2 separate regions of the Bos taurus genome follow, and region 2 is linked to region 1. Evidence: chromatin contacts called from public Hi-C data. All regions are on one chromosome and are shown on one strand. Each heading gives the region's core, a stretch centred on a gene start, on an enhancer-like site or on the middle of the called end of the contact. The rest is flanking DNA. Distances are from core to core; before and after follow the strand shown.

Region 1 (3,406 bases), core at 514-3,013:
GGAGACTTACGGGTCAATTGTGATTCTAATACAAGACATTTTTGGGTCCCTTTGTTTGTTGTCTGCAGCATTGACTGAAAGAAAATACACATTTGTAAAAACTTAAAGTATTTTAGAAAACACTCTTTACCTCTAAGATATAAAAAGAAAAAAGTCTCAAGCAGTGCAGGAGTAACATTGATGAGGTATTCATTTAGCAATTTTTATTCATAGGACTGTTTCTAAGAACTCAACTTCCTAGATTCCAGCAGACTGTCTAAACTTTGCCAACTGTTTTTTGCTATGAATAATACTTCTCACATCTGACCAGTAGATCTTTGTATTAAGAATATACTTACCTAGAATCTCATCAAAGATTTTGTACAAACCAGGAACATAAGTGACTTCCCTATAGTTAATGCCAATATCTTCATCATAAACCCACATTTGCTGGAAATAAGAAAAAGAAATACGGTTACTTTATATATCTACTTTGTTTTATTATCATGGTTACTGTAAAGTCTTCTGAATTAGTATGACAATGTAGATGATAGCTTAGGCCAGTTCCAGAAGACAAAGTACATGAAATATAGAAAATTAACCTGGAAAAGTATTCATCTTAACTACACTTAATTAGCCTGATTTTACCTGGGTCACTGATTCCACAGAGCCAATGTAGGTGTCTGGGCGGAGCAGGATATGTTCCAGTTGTGTTTTCTTTTGATAGATTCTTTCAATAGACAATCTTTTCTTAGCATCTTCATTTTTCTTTGTTTTGCTGACTTGCATATTTTCATTTACAGGCTAGCAATTTTTTAAAAAATTAAAGAAAAGGGATTTTGAATCATAGGTTTATCAGAAACCAGAAACAAAATACCTATCGTAGTGGTCTGCTTACACACACCAAAACAAATCGCACAGCCTTTTGGTAGGTATCAATGGAGCTGGCATAGTTTTGTACAAACATGGCAATATAAGTTAACTGCAGCAGGTTCCCCCAAGTGTCAGTTTAAACAGACGTATTATTTTGCCATGTGTATCTGACATGGAAATACTTTCATGCGTTAGATGCCATCAACAGCACACACCCCCTTCTTTCAGATACTCCACACATATCTACTGAGTGCCTACCAGGTCTCAGGCACTTAACAGATTCTACAGTAGCAGTACGGGAGGATAAGGATTCCATCCTTTGGACACGTTAACGTTTTAAACACAGGAGGGACGTATTTTGAGCATCTCGGACCTGCCGGCTCCATAGTGGGAACCGTGTTCCTTGCTCTGCACTGTCCAAGGTCAGGGTCGTCCAATCCCATTTTCAGCCCCAGGTAGGAGAGGAAAGCATCTCTCAGTGCCGCGTAAAGCTACATGCGGACCACGATGCCATCGACCTACACCGGGACCAAATGAATCTCTAGAAACTGAAACACAACGCCGCACCCTAGAAGCCAGTACAGCCGACAATACTTCACTACTTGCACCAGAAAAAGGTTTCAGTCTCTTCGCGATCACGCCGAGCCCAGGGGACCCGAGTAGACGCGGAAAACCCACGCCCAGCCCTCGGCGGCCGGACTACGACCCAGACGCCTCTCTCACGGGCAGCCGCAGAGATGCCGGGACGCGCTGAGGCTCCGCGACGCGCCCCTCCCGCGAGCTGTACCTGTAGTGGCGACACCTCCATGGTGACGGTCGTGAAGAGGCTCGAGAACCCTGCAAGTGACTAAACCGGTGGGACCCTCGAGACAATCACTGAGCAAGCCTCTTCTCCACAGACGCACGTCGGTTAGGAGAGAGCTTCCACTCCGGTTTGAACCTTCCGCTAGCCCGCCCAAACCAGATAGGCCAATCGTTGACGCGCTCTCATCAGTTCCGTCCAGAGAAACCAATCAGAGCTGGTTTTTTATATTCACCAATAAACAGCTGAGCTGGTCCTTTTGAATGAACCAATTAGACGAGGGAGGCGGGACTAGACCGTTTTAAAAGACACCACTCGGAGTCGTAGCTGAGGCACGGACAGGGAATCTAGCCAATGAGGAGGGCTAGTTTGTTCTTTCTGTGTAACTCTGGAAAATGCGCTGCGGAAGTGGGATCCAGGTTGGGGTGAAAAGAAAAAGGAGAAGATATGTATGCCCCGGAGCTGCTGTCTTCTTTCGGGATCCCTAAAATCTGAAGACTGTCCTCTATCCTGATTTTTTTTTTTTTTAATTTGAAAGAAACGGGAGTCCTAGCTCCGTTTCCTGGGAAAACTGAGCGCCAGCTTTCTGGACAAGCAGCCGGGGCATTCGGTTCAGTTCAGCAAACCAGGCGTCTGTCTCAAAGCCGGCCCTCCCACCCCTAACTTTGAAGAAACAAAAGCCATACTTGGCCGTACGTGAACGTAGCTTGGGTTTTCGTATAATGGCAGGGCATAGAGAGCCCACATAAAACAGACCAGCGTTCAAAACCCCCGAAAGAGCGGCTTGAGACAGCGACTTGTCAATCAAAGGGGATAATTTAAAGTCACCGCCTCAGGAGTCGAGGATGGTTTAGGTGCCATTCTAAGACAGTAACTTTTTCCTCAGACGACCAGCAGAATGTCCTCGTAGTTGTTACTTTTACTCTTCTCTGTATTATTCCTTGAACCCTGTAGTCCATATTTGACTAGGAAATGCCAAAGACCGAAATGTTTACTACTCTGACGTTTAAATGTTCAAATGTGTGTGTTTTTTTTTCTGTCTTCAATCCACAATGTTAAAATGACAGAAAAGTCATTGCCCTCACAAGATGCTAGAAAAAAAAACTGCACAATTTGAGTGACTGCGAATTCCATCAGAAATATTAATACCTCCTTCCAATCATTATTTCCTGAGTTTCAACCCTGACTAGGCATTTTACCAGTTGTGTGGTCTTGATGAAGGCAGCTTCTCAGTTGCTTTCTTTTCCTCTGCTCAAAAAAGGGAATAAAAATAACAGCATTACCTCAGGGTAGTGTGAGGATTACAGAATGTAAACATAAGGTGTTTAGAACAGTAGACTAACAGAATCAGGAAGCAGGGGTTTTCTTTAGGTTAGCATAAATTTGTGGGCTTAATCCTTTTTTTCCTTCTAAAACCAAGTCAACCACTGCAGGGTATCCAACGCCCACTCTGCTGGCAAAGCCCCAGGGAAGACCAGTGAGGCCAGTGAGGCCAGTGAGGAGAGAGTATGTTGTGACAGGAAGTCAAGGATGGAAGTGGCCCATGTGCTATGTGCCAAGTCACTTCAGTAGTGTCTGACTCTTTGTAACCCTATGGACTGTAGCCTGCCAGGCTAGGGTAATTGGAAAAGCCAAAGGAATAGGGTTTTGGCATTGCTCTGGTCCCTATCCTCTTGGTTTCCTGGTCTCCAGTGTTTTCAGCTCCACTCTGCTCAAGCATGTGCATTGATACAGAAAGGCAATCTTAATGCA
Region 2 (3,406 bases), core at 457-2,956, 130 kb after region 1:
TTTTATACTGGAGACATGTCCTGCATTAAAGGGACCTCCCTCCTCTGTTAATGCCTGTGAGTCTAGCACCCCAAACCTAGTCCTTGGGAGGAGGACCCTCCGTGCTGCGCTGTGGCTGCTCTCGCGGGCTCATCGAATCGGTGATGTGCATCCCTCTCTGACTCTCTGCTCAGTCGTTTCACGGCTTGCAATCGGCTGACAGCTTGCAATCAGCTATGATGGGAGAATTTACATCGTGGAAATTGGCAAGCACTACATATCAGGGAGCCGGTTTTCTAGGCTTTACTAGTGCACCACGGGGACCTGCTTGGTTTCTTTCACAGAGGTCAAACAGAGGGGGGCAGGATCGGGGTCTCCAGGGGACAATGTCTGCATTCTGGTACCATGGTTAGTAGGGGTAGATGTCTGGGAAGTGGGATTAGTGGGCAGGCTGCTGGAAGGAGGGGAAATTATTTTTAATAACTAACATCAGAGTTCTTGATGCCATTCATTCATTCCACAAACCTTTCTCTGCTCACACCTCCAAAGCCCCTGGGAATCAGAGGTGCAAGAATCAAAGCCTGCCTTCCAGGAGTTCTGGGTCGGTGGGTGCAACAGCCACTTTAGCCCTTTGACAGCTGTTTGCTGAGTCGACCCTAGGTTCCGAGTGGGCGGGAAAAGCCGACATGAAGGCAAGAGGCTGTGGTGTGATAGGGAGGGGTGTGAGGACAGCAGAAGATGAACAGGGAACCTTCACTTTTTAAAGCCAACCTCTTGTGGCTTTGAGGCTGCTGTGGTGTTTGTTTGCTGGTGAGAACAAGCCGTCCAGGAACCTGGCCTTTGTAGCCTCAGCCCAGTCTGACTTTAGCTGAGATTTGTAAATGGGGTGTCTGGAGCTGGGTGAACCCCTAAGAACCTGCTTGGGGCTTCCCTTGGCTCCCTCTAGTTAAGACCAAGGTTAGACCAGAGGATGGATTTTGGAAAGGGAAGAGCCATCTCTCCGGGAAGAAAAAGTGAGTGAGACTGGGGGCTGAGTTGGAGGCCCTGGCTGTGACTTCAGCTGAAGGCCCCTCGTGGTCTCATTTTGTGTTGCCCATTCAACCTTTGACTGGCAAGAGGCAACAGCTTCCCCGTGGGATGTGCAGCAGAGAGAAAATAAGTGCAACTCGTGTTGCTCGTATAGTGTCATTTACACAATGCACTCACCTTGAATCTGCCTCTCGTCATAACCCTAAGAAAGCAGACAAGCTCAGCCCTATTTAGCCTGGGAGAGAGGTGGGAATAGGCGGGCGAATGGAGGGTCCTGAACCCTCCAAGATTTCTCTGATGAAACGGGGCCCCCAATAGCCTTTCCCATCACCCCCTGGCTAGCCAGAGCAGGTGCTGTCCAGATCTGTACCACCCCAGCCCTGGCACCTTCTGCAGAACCTACTATTCTTGGTAACAATGGTCACCCCCTTCCCCAGGTCCGAAAGAAGTACCTGGAGGAACAGGGGAGCACGTTCTCTGGGAGGAGCCACTGATTCCCACTAAAACCACCTGGTCCCTCTGGGAGACTCCCCCATGCCTTCCACCCCATCCTCCATCCCCATTCCACAAAGTCATTCTGGCGGTCCAAGTGACCCCGGTAACTGCTATCTCTTTCACTTGGGGGAGGCTCACTCACCCAGGTCCATGACTCTCTCGGCGGCTGAAACCACACAGGAAGGTTGTGCCGGGGCTCTGTCTGGGGAGGATGTGGTTCTAGCCCCTTTTAAGCTTTGAGAGGAGCCACCCTCTCCCCTGCCCCTCCCATCCCCGCTCCTCCCACTAGTCCGGCCTCACTCAGGCTCTGGACTCAGGTGGCTTCCTGGGACCCAAGAGTGTGAAGGGTATGAGAAGGTGAAAGAGAGTGACAGCCCACTCAGTGGTCATAGGATCATGAATCATTGGGTCATTTACATTCAGGAAGCCCCCCTTGCAGACTCAGGGCCCCGCCCAAGGCAGGGGAATGAAACTATTTATTGATTTGATAAATGTTTACAGCCTAGGTATCACATGCCAGGGAGCTGGAGATAAGTGAAAGATCCATCCCCATCCTTCCCTTGCCCAACTCAGTGCCACAGGGGACTACATTTCCCAAACTGCTTTGCCCTCTGGCTTTTGGGTAGGTTTGGCCAGTGGGAGGCACTGACAGATGTTGGAAAGCAGAAGAGGAGGGATGTGCCAGGATCTCTCTCTTTTTTTTGAAATTTATTTATTTTTAATTGGAGGATAATCACTTTACGATATTGTGTGGTTTCTGCTGGACATCAACATGAGTCAGCCATTGGACCAGGTTGTCTCTTTTCTCCTCTTTTTTCTTTTCTTTCATTTTCTTTACTCTTTTCTCTCCTCTCCTCTTTCTTTCTTTTCCTTTTAAGTACAATTTTATTGAGATATAATTCACAAGTAAATTCACCCTTTTAAAGAGTACCAGTCAAAAAGAATTTTTTTTTTTTTGGTATATTCACGGAGTTGTGCAATCATCACCACAGTCTATTTTGGAACATTTAAAATAGCTTCCTCCTGAAAAACCACCCCTCCTCAACCCTTACTCATTAGAAATGACTCTCCATATCCCCTCCATCCCCACCCCCAGCCACTGGTAACAACAAGTCTACTTTCGTCTTTTACAGACTTGCCGATACTAGACATTTCTCATAAATAGAACTATTCGCTATATGGTCTTTGTGTCTGGCTTCTTTCACTTAGCATAATGATTTCAAGGTTCACTCATGTTGTCATATATAACGATACTTCATTCCTTTTTATGTCTCGATAATATTCCATTGCATGCATATACTCCATTTGGTTTATCCATGATGAGCTGGACGTTGGGGTTGTTTCCAGTTTGGGGCTATAATGAATAATGGTGCTAGGAATTCATATACAAGTTTTTGTGTGGACGCATGCTTCTTTTTCTCTAGAGAACATGCCTACGAGTGAAAATGTTGGGTAATATTGCAACTACATGTTTAACATTTCAAGGAACTGTCAAGCTTTTCCCAAAGTGGCCTCACCATTTTTCATTCTCATCAGCAATGTACGAAGGTTCTACATCCTCAACAAAACCTGTTCTCTATTTTTTTTTTTTTTTGGTTCTAGCCATCCTAGTGGGTGTGAAGTGGTTTTGCTTTGTGTTATCCTAATGACTAATGATGGCGAGTGCCTTTCATATGCATGTTGGCCATTTGTGGGCTTCCCTGATGGCTCAGTGGTAAAGAATCCGCTTGCCAATGCAGGAGACATGGGCTCAATTCCTGGGTTGGGAAGATCCCCTGGGAAAGGAAATGGCAACCCACTCCAGTGTTCTTGCCTGAGAAATCCCATAGATAGATGAGCCTGGCGGGCTACAGTCCATGGGGTCGCAAAAGAATCAGATAAGACTTAGAGAATAAACAACAAC

What was found. A called contact is a pair of places that touch in the nucleus more often than the background predicts.
Region 2: a Hi-C map of liver shows a contact between it and region 1, with 1.9 times the contacts expected there. The contact joins the promoter of CCR7 here to the promoter of TOP2A in region 1. A contact is called at or near these places in 3 of 11 Hi-C or Micro-C datasets (liver, skeletal muscle and skin fibroblasts).

Annotation. Positions count from the first base shown.
Region 1 is chr19:40,651,528-40,654,933 of ARS-UCD2.0, forward strand. It overlaps TOP2A (DNA topoisomerase II alpha), which reads right to left and starts at 1,764. Exons shown (of 35, transcript XM_015458846.3): 1 at 1,640-1,764; 2 at 628-783; 3 at 339-429; 4 at 11-74. The coding sequence starts at 1,660.
Region 2 is chr19:40,784,714-40,788,119 of ARS-UCD2.0, forward strand. It overlaps CCR7 (C-C motif chemokine receptor 7), which reads right to left and starts at 1,707. Exons shown (of 3, transcript NM_001024930.3): 1 at 1,646-1,707. The coding sequence starts at 1,655.